2 separate regions of the Callithrix jacchus genome follow, and region 1 is linked to region 2. Evidence: chromatin contacts called from public Hi-C data. All regions are on one chromosome and are shown on one strand. The core of a region is the stretch at or near the end of the contact, and the rest is flanking DNA. Distances in the headings are between cores, read along the strand shown. Region 1 overlaps MEPE (matrix extracellular phosphoglycoprotein). Region 2 holds the start of SPP1 (secreted phosphoprotein 1).

Region 1 (4,922 bases), core at 1,419-3,918, 110 kb after region 2:
TATCGTGACTTTTGCATCCTTGCACTTTCAACTTTTGCCCCTTCTGTTCCTTCTTTGTTTTCTTGGCACACTTTCTGTTCTGTCTTTTGCAGAGACATGTAAACCTTGAACAGCTGCGATCATATCCTGTTAAGATGACTGATTTGTACATGACCGAGGGCACATTATGGCTCTACAATCACCAGATTATTTTCCACAGAGTAGTGAGTTGGGGAAGTCACATATACAGGCTGTGAATAGTTTCTGTTTTGCAAGAGACTGTGTAAAGGTCCATCTTGTACATTCATTTAATTAATTAATTAATTAACTAATTAAAAATTTATTTATTTTTTTGAAACAGAGTCTTGCTCTGTCATCCAGTCTGGAGTGCAGTGGCACAATCTCGGCTTACTGCAGCCTTCGTCTTCCAGGTTCAAGTGATTCTCCTGCCTCAGCCCCCTGAGTAGCTGGCATTATAGGTTTGTGCCACCAGGCCTGGCTAATTTTTGTATTTTTAGTAGGCACGGGGTTTTACCATGTTGCCCAGGCTGGTCTCGAATTTCTGACCTCAGATGATTTGCCCCACCTCAGCCTCCTAAAGTGCTGAGATTACAGGTGTGTGCCACCACACCCGGCCTTGTACATTCACTTTAGATGACATTTTTGTTACTTGTTGATATGAGATAATACACAAGGATAAGCTATTTTTCATCATAGATGGAAACATTCCTGTAATGCCAGGTTAATACAGGGGAAGGTCTGGCCTAGCCATAAATTTGTGAGAGACCCAGGTGACTGATTCGAAGGTCACTGGGAAAGACATCCATATTAGTGATTTCAAACTTTGGCTTGCATTAAAATCATTTGAGGGACCTGTTAAAAATGGAAATTCCTAGACCCCATTCATGGCTTATATCACAAATATTACTCCATTCACTTATTAATGCAGTGTTTCTAAGATATGCCCCAGCTGGCCTGCTCAGAACTACCTCTTTGCTAAATAGACAACTTGCTTTCTTCACATAATATTATGTTGGTGCAAAAGTAATTGCTGTTTTTGCCATTAAAAGTAATGGCAATTACCTTGCACCAACCTAATACTTCTATCTTCTCAGGCTGTTGTTTTAAGTAAAAATTATTTAAAATTATTTGACTTATATTATTAATGTGTTAACCTAAGAGTTGTAAAAATCTGCTTAAAATTCAAATCCAGCAAGAGTCACTTAACAGGGAGTGTCTCTGTTACACTAATGCATGCCCATAAATTGATGAAGTATTGTTCCTTTAATGAAACAGCTCTTCTGGTTCTTATTCTCGAAAGTCTAAACCACAGCTTCAGGTAGATTTCCTTGCAGTTTTTGTGTGCGTCCACTCATCGTTTTTGACATTATGCTCATTTGGATTTCTGGACGTAGGATTGTATTGGAGTTTTGTTCTGCTTTCTTTCCAGATTTCCTCATTAAGTTTTTTCTAACCATTTTTCTGCCCCTTTCTCTTTCAGCCCCAATTGCTTTCTTCCTGATTTTCATCCAGACTCATCTATTTCTTCTCCTTTTCCTTTGGGTCATCTAATATCATATTTTAATGCCTATGAATGGAAGGATCATTCTCTTGACTAGCAGAGTTTACCTTCTCATAGAGAAGTTGTTTTTGAAAGGTGGACTTCTGTAAAAGCATCATAATGTCTTTGAAATTTATGCTGTCTTGAGCTCCTACTTAGTTCAAGGCAGGCCCTAAAGACAGAGTGAGGAGACAACAAAATGTTTGTTCTAGACCACAGACAGAGAAAGCCTGCTGAGTGATTTCCTCCTGGCTGGTCTTCTTCCTTCCAGCTCCCCTGACCTTGCTCACAACTCCTTCCCCATCCTCTGGTTGGGGAGACCTATCTTAAGCTCTGAACTACACATGGGATCACTTAAGGTTGCCCACTGCTAAGCTCTTATTTACCTGTGAGACTTACTGTCTGCAGCCTCTCTACATGTGCAATATGTTAAGGAAAATAGATTTTACTATCTCCTGGTTCTTCCCTTCAGTTAGAGTTGATCTCCTCAGAACTCCTGTCTCGCTTTACTTATATTTCTATTATTTAATACATTCCTCCTTGTATCTTTTGTATGACTTTCTCTTTACTTCCTTATAGTCTTGATAAGGACCAAGATCATCTCTTCTTCTTTTGATCTCCGAAAAATTTTGTAAAAGATGGTCGTTCAATAAATATTTTTCTACTGAGCTAAATGTTATTTCAGACAAAGTCAGACACATTATCCTGACTGCTGGACTTGCCAAGAACAGATTAATTAGTATTCTAAAATCAAGGTAAATATTTACAGGCAGAGAGGTCCAGGAAGGTGACTTTGGAGGGAGTACCAGGGCTGCAAATAAATGACGGAACTGGAGCCTGCTCCCAGGACTGGTACAGTGACCTTTACGTTTTGAGCACAAGGTGGCAGGCTAGGTCAATGTCCATCATCCCTTATAAGGCAGCTACGTGAGGCTGAAATTCTTTGCCCAATTTCGGAAACAGAAATCTGTGTGTGTGTGTGTGTGTGTGTGTGTGTGTGCGCGCGCGCGCGCGTTTTAACTGAGATTAGTGCAGCTTTGAAGGCTAACACATGGCTTTGGAAAAGGCATGGCCTCACTCCTGACTGCTGGCTGTCTTTGTGGATCTCTGATCCTTCGTGTTTGGACGAATTCCTCCACGTCTGCATCAGATAGCAATGCATCATGGATACTGACACACTTCTAGTTTATCTTAACTGGATGAAAAAAATATGAACATTTTCAGTGTTTTGAAGAAATATCCATGAACCCTAAAGCTTGGAGAGAGGAAACAAAATCGGACCAGAGAATTGAAATATGCAGTTTCTCCACTAGATAGCAGACTAGGACAAGTGACTTTTGGAAGGGTCCCCCTGTATTTACCCAAAGAAAGCATTTGTTTTTCTCCATCAGTTCATATTTTTCTTTTACCAAACCAGGTGTTTTTCTGTGATCAAACTTTCACATGTTAAAGTCTGATATAAATCTCAAATATAAGTAGCAGGTTGATTTTAATTTATTAATCTGCAATTTAAATTCTGATAGATTTTTTTTACTTCATTAATTGCTTCCAGTTTTGTTTTGTTTTGCCCAAATTGTCTTTTATTTTTTTAAAAGCAAAGTACTAGGAATAGTTTACTCTGGAATTCTGATGGTAGCATTGGGTGATATGTTAAGTCCTTCCCCCGATTCTGATCTGTTATCTCCAGAAGATGGGGAACAAATGAAGGAAAAAAGATATTCCTTGTTTTTAGGTTCTATTTTGCATTCTTTCAAGTTTCTCTCCCTCTGTGTGTGGGTGCACTCATGAACACACATATACTCACACATATTCATATATGTGGATGAATATACACATACTCTATGTAAACGTGTGTGTATATGTATATACACACAGTCATATATGTATGTGTATATTATGTATATTTATCTTTGAAATATATGGCAATTTAGTGATTGTTTAAGAGCAAAGACTCTGGAACCAGACTCCTGGGGTGTAAATCCTAGCTTGCTAGCAGATACTTACAGACCTATGTCTGTATCTTCATCTGCAAAATGGGGGGTAATAACGGTACCCACATTATAGAGGAGCTGTGCAGATTAAAGGACTTAACAGAGCACGGCTCATGGTAACTATGTTAACCATTATTATTTGTGTATATTGAGAGTCTGATTTATTCAGTAGCTTATATTACCACATTCATTTAGTAAATGAAGCACCCTCTATCTACCCAATGTGGGAGTTTAGATTTTTTGAAGGTGCCGTAATATATTGATATTGACTTGACTTTTGTTACATACATTATTCAACTTAATAATCTAGGTGCTGTACAGACTGTCTCAGTCGTGATTTCTGTTGTCTGGGAACTTACATATTACAGAGGAATTGTGTGCACTTTTCTTTCTCTATTCTCTACCTCTCTCTTTTCTTCTCTTGGCCTTCCTAATTTGGAGGAAATGTAAGAATGGAAAGGCACATCAATTAAAAATTCAATTCAGCTGCCAATAACAACAGCAACAAAAATTGCAAACAATGGCTTAAAAACATCATTTTTTTTTTCTCTCACAGGACAAAGATTCTGGAGGCAGGAGGCTGATGATGGAGCTGCTGGTTCAGTGGTTCCTCCGTGATTATTTTGTCTTTTCCTTCATGGCCACAGTATGGCTGCTCCACCAGTCATCAGGTTCACGTCAAGCCAAGGAAAGGTCAAGAAAGAGAAAGGTATACCAGCGACATAAGTTCTCTTATCAGGAGGGGAAAAAGCCTTCCAGAGCTCTTCCCTCCTGCCTAACGGAGGAGACTTGGGTCTAGTTTCCAGAACAGTGTCACAAAGCCATTATTAGCTGGAAAAGCATCTACACTGAAAGACAAGAGAAAGAAAGAGTGTGGAAATGATTTGGGATCAGACAATGAATGATATTTCCCCAACAAAGTTTTCGTATTGGCTTTGCATTTGTGTTTCTCCTCAAATTTTCCCTCTTGCCCTCCCTCTACCCTACTATCCTTTTTGTCTGCAAGGAGGTAGAACCAAGAAAAATGATAATATGGATATTTGTTTCAGGAGCTGATATTTGCCTTAGGATATGTGCAGTGTGTGCAACAGAGGAAAGAGTGTAAGAAGATATGAAGATCTTTATCAGCAAAGAGGGAGGTCAGAGGGAAAAGGAATGGCTGGCACAAGCAGAGAGGGTGGAGGAGCACATCTGAGATTTCTCCAGCGGATCAATTTCATAGGCATTTCCCTTGCTGGAGGCAGAAGTAAGCTGGTTGCCTCTGAAATGAAGCACCACAGACAACAGAGTTTCTTATAGATCGCTTAATACAAATTATCGTAGAGAGATATTGTTTATTTTTATGTCTACAGAGTAAACAACATGAAGGCATTTGTGACATTCACAAATTA
Region 2 (4,805 bases), core at 638-3,137:
GTTAGAAAAATGTGATCTAACATCAGCTGACAATCACAATAGATACTAACAGCACACATAGACTTGCTTTCACAGTGGGCTTCTCAGCTAATATCTCAGGCAATATTGTGAATATTATGGTCATACAAACAGTTCTGACTAATATCCAATGTGAATTTTAAACATCACAATCCACTAAATAAAGCAAAAGATAGAATTTTCTGCTTTTAGGTCAGTATGTGGACTAATGGAAAAAAAGTCACACAACTTCATATAACTCGTTTTCATGTGATAATGGCCTAGACATTATTATATTTGAAAAATCTGGGTTGGTTTTACAATCATACTTATTAAAAACTATAGTGTGCTTGATACTGGCCTAGATTCATAGCAGACAGTCAATAAATACTTGTAAACCAATAGATTTGACTAGAAAGACAAGTAATATTGCAGCAAATATGTTTGTTGCACCTATTGCCATAATTGAGTAAATGATTTAACTATATAATAAATCTAAAAGATGCTTACCTGCTTTTCCTCAGAACTTCCAGAATCAGCCCGTTTAACCTTTGAAACAGAAAAGATGAAGAAAAATTACAAGAATGTCCTCCTAGTACATGGAAGCACATAATTCATTATTTTCAGGAATTCTCTTTAAGGTGCAGCTGTACTCACTGGTAAGGCATAGGCGATGCCTAAGAGGCAAAAGCAAATCACTGCAATTCTCATGGTAGTGATTTTTCCTGCAAAATATTTCATAAGGAATAGCTGATGTCTTCATAGGTTACAACAGGGATACCTTTTTATACTACCACATTACAAAATAATCGCGAATAAAATATATTTTCTATAAGATCTTTTTACTTCTTAGAGAAGCCTTTTAGCATATGGTCTTTCAAGTTAATATTTATATTGCCACCTATTCTCCATCTTTCACTGTTAGGCAAGGGAAATGAAAATTTTGCAAGTCTGTATTTATTCAACTTTTAAATTTAGAGTTCCAGAAATTATACCATTCCTACTCTATATCTCTGGCTCTTTAAACCTGCAAACAGGTCAATAGTAACTTAATTACAATAATAAGCTAGAATGGGAATACTTACTTTTAGATTAAAAAACACAGAAAAAAATGAAAATAATTTGCTTTATCTATTCTTCCAACATGTACTTTAAATGTTATTTTTAACTTAACTTATTAATTAGGCGCTACTTAGGTGAAATGAAACTATCTATCTCTGAAATTTGTTTTTTAAGTAAGATGTTCTAAAAATTTGAAATGCAAAAGAAAACGTTGAGAATAGCCAACAGCTTTTCTATTTGTAATAATAAGTCTACATAGTGTTATACAGGTATCTTGATGAATATTTTAACAGCTAAATTTAGCAGTAACATATTCAGAAATGTTTTTTTCCCCTTGAAAATGAGATACATCATTTAAAAAAATAGCATTGTAATTGGCTTAATTAGCATAAAAGATCCCTTTTCTTTTAAATGCCGGCACAGTCACCCATTGAAAATGATATAGGTATAATTATTTCCAAAGGGAAATTGAATTTTACTATTTTCTACTAGCGGCAGTAGTTTCTGTTCTTTTGAGGACCCAGTGGAAGTATTTTTAAGTTTTATATTTGACTGGCATTCGAAATATCTAGACACCTTTGTTCCAGGAGACCTGCAATGTATCTAATCTGCTTATTAAAAAGGCTAGAAAATTTAAGTCTGCTTAACAGCATTACAGTTAAAAATATTTTTCCTTAGAACTTGAACTTCCCCATGAAATTCAGCTGAATGCACAACCCAGTAGCAAACTGCAGTCATACCTTGGTCGGTGTTTGGCTGAAAAGGCTGCGACTGGCCTGAGAAGAGTCAGTCCCAGAGGAAGCTGTGCTCTCTGCCTCCTCCTGCTGCTGCTGACAACCAAGCCCTCCCAGAATTTAAATGCTGCTGCAGACATCCTCCACCACCACAGGGAGGCGGAGAGACGTGTCATGAGGTTTTCTGCCACTGCCCAGCCCACCTGCTCCCACACTTCCTTCTCTGGTTTTGTGGTTAAAACAACAACAAAAAAGAAAACGCACACACACATCTACAGTTAAAACATTACTCATGAACAATATCACTAACTAGCTTTTTCATTGACAGGATGGGCATTCAGCATCCAGGAAGAGCACTTAGGGAGCCCATGAAAAGGGGGAAAGTAGGGATAATGTAAATCATCCCTAAGTAAAATGGAATAGAATGGATTTTTGTTTCTTTCTGTTTAAGTAACGTAAAGGCAATATCTGCAACCACTCTTGCATCTATAATTATACTTATTGAAGAGCTAGAAGGCTATAGTTCAGGTTTACAAAGAGTTTGGAAAATCTGCCTCTGTTTTACTACTCAAGCTTAGCTTGTGATTTCAAGTATGCAGTAGATTGTTACTTAGACAAATGACACTAGTGACATTAAAATTCCTGTTCCTGCCCATTAAGTTGAATTTACAGTGACCTTTCAAAGACATGGACTTTTGTTGTACTGTTTAAATCGTTCAGAGGTGATGAAATGGATAGCTTGCTGTATGAAATAGAAGAATGGTAATTTGCTCTAGATGTTGCAGAAGTAAAGCAATTTCTGACTGAGAGCAGGATGACTGCTTGAGAGGGCTGCTTCAGGAGCCAGACGGTGGCTCTGAATTCCGCTGTGTCACTGATGACCTGTGCAACCTTGGGCAAATCGTCCAGCCTAGGTCTCCTTGTTTTCTCATCCATAAAATGCAGATACTATTACCCAGGTCATGGGGTTTTTGAGAGGTTTAAGTGAATTAGTTTGTTTTAAACTAACAATGCTTAGCTCATATTAGATGCAAATACCCTGCATACCTTAAGAACTGTATGTGTGTTAACTATTATGACATTTTTAAGAGCGGCAGCTAGTCGTGAGTCATTATGTCTTTGAAAATGATTTATTAAAATGAGAGTAGATATAAGATCTTTCAATGGTATGCATCAATGAGGAAATTTTGCACATTTCTAAAGGAATGGAGTAGATTTTTGAATTATCTTTTTCTAGTTTTTCTCCCAGGCTATATAAAGTAGGCTACTTAAAAAAAATTTTTTTTAATAATTTTCTGTATTAAAAAACACTTTACTAGGTATTTAAAAGGTGTTTGAATAAAAGAAAATTACAAGGGAAGTCTGAATATTAGAGCAGAATTCAGGAATAGCAAAGCTCTGCGTCCTTTTTAAATATTTAATATTGTCTTCAGGTTACTTACCTTCATCCACTTTCTTAGTTGTGAAGTGCAGACTGCACTATTCATTCACCTTCCATCGTTATAGTAAGACTTGTGTGTAATCGAATGAAAAAGAAATGGTCCTATTTATTAGGTTGCTGCAAAAGTAATTATGGTTTTTATTAGTTCTAAAGTGTCGGCTTCTTTTTGCCAAATATTGCTTTTAATATAAATGTAGATTAAATAATTTCGTGCAGTGTTAGTATATGGCTAATTCATAGGTTTCATGGACATTTGGTAGGGGGAAATATGCCTCCCTTAAATTGGAGGTATTCCAGATGAATTGATATTATTGATTTATAGGTAATAAACATCCATTTTAATAAGTGAGATGACAACTAGATAATCTGAGTGCTCTATAAAATAGAAAGCACTCAGATTATAAAGTTCGCAAAATAGACTTCTTTTTTCTGCTTGTAAAAACTATTTTTTCCTTTAAACATATTACCAACATAAGCTTGTCATGTTGTCAATTTAGGGGAGGCAAGTCCGAAAATTCTAAAAACAACACGATTTCCGCAGGATTTACTGTAGTTTACTCTGTGCCCACGGGCATGATTCAATATGAAGTTAGAATTAATTATAGGAAGAGATTATGCTGGAACCCAGCCACCTTGAGATGAACCATATGACCTTTCACAGGACTCTTCTGGTCATAGCTCCACAGTGCCACACGATGGCAGCGTTTCTGAAAAAAGATTTCAGACCACAATCTGGTTCTATCAATTTTCAATTTTCTGATTCCAGCAGGATACAACACCCATATATTTAATGACAGAACTATATACAGCTGTGAGGCTCTCCATTTCTTGGAATGGCAGGTGAGAAAATATTTCCCAACAATGACCTGCTATGCAATCAGGGACAGAGACCCAGAGAACCAAAGCATTCTTGTTTTGCTGTGTTGTTGCCTTAGCAATCTCAAGTTGACACTATTGTCTCTTTCCCCACTTCTACACTCACTCAAAAAGTTCCTAGTCCCAAGGCCTCTCTCAGAGAAAAGGTGTGAATTCACAGGAGAAGACTGTGTCTTGGATGCTTCAGAGTTGAGAAGATAAAGTGATTTATAATGGGAGGCAATAATGTAAAATAGGAAATGGATGCTGTGTTATTCTGACTATTGCGGAGGCTCATGTTTCTTGATGCTTCTTGCTGTTTGTATTCAAACATGCTGTTGCTGGTTGTTTTTTCTCAGTAGGATTTTCTAACTGTCAGAATTAAATGTTAAATGATTTAAGTCACAGAGGCTCTGTCTCTAATATTTCCAAGGTTTCCATTCTTTATTGGCTGATTGGTTGTTAGAATCAAAAGGTCAAAATGCACAAATTTCCTATAAATCTTGTATGTGGAAAAAAATTGTTTAGTTGTCAAACTAGAATGCAAAGAGTAGTTTGCACTATAAGAGGACAAGACACTATAAGAGGACATATGGAAACATATAAAGAATCTTATGGTCTTTTTCTGAATTACATGAAAATTCCCATGTAATAAAAAAGTAAGTGTTCAATGCCTCTACTTTGGTGGACAACTTTTTAAAACTGACTTCTAGTTT

What was found. Hi-C and Micro-C count contacts between places; a contact is called where the count stands out from the background.
Region 1: a contact with region 2 is called in a Hi-C map of induced pluripotent stem cells, with 4 times the contacts expected there. The contact joins the enhancer-like site here to the promoter of SPP1 in region 2. A contact is called at or near these places in 3 of 3 Hi-C or Micro-C datasets (induced pluripotent stem cells and skeletal muscle).

Annotation. Positions count from the first base shown.
Region 1 is chr3:109,775,048-109,779,969 of calJac240_pri, forward strand. It overlaps MEPE (matrix extracellular phosphoglycoprotein), which reads right to left. Exons shown (of 4, transcript XM_008993005.5): 4 at 4,846-4,922. Among named protein-coding and RNA genes, the nearest start is that of MEPE, 17 kb to the right of the region's middle. Within about 2 kb of position 2,669, at least 3 of the 16 cell types and tissues checked have an H3K27ac peak or open chromatin away from gene starts, as enhancers often do.
Region 2 is chr3:109,670,578-109,675,382 of calJac240_pri, forward strand. It overlaps SPP1 (secreted phosphoprotein 1), which reads right to left and starts at 1,888. Exons shown (of 7, transcript XM_002745608.7): 1 at 1,800-1,888; 2 at 655-722; 3 at 508-546. The coding sequence starts at 708.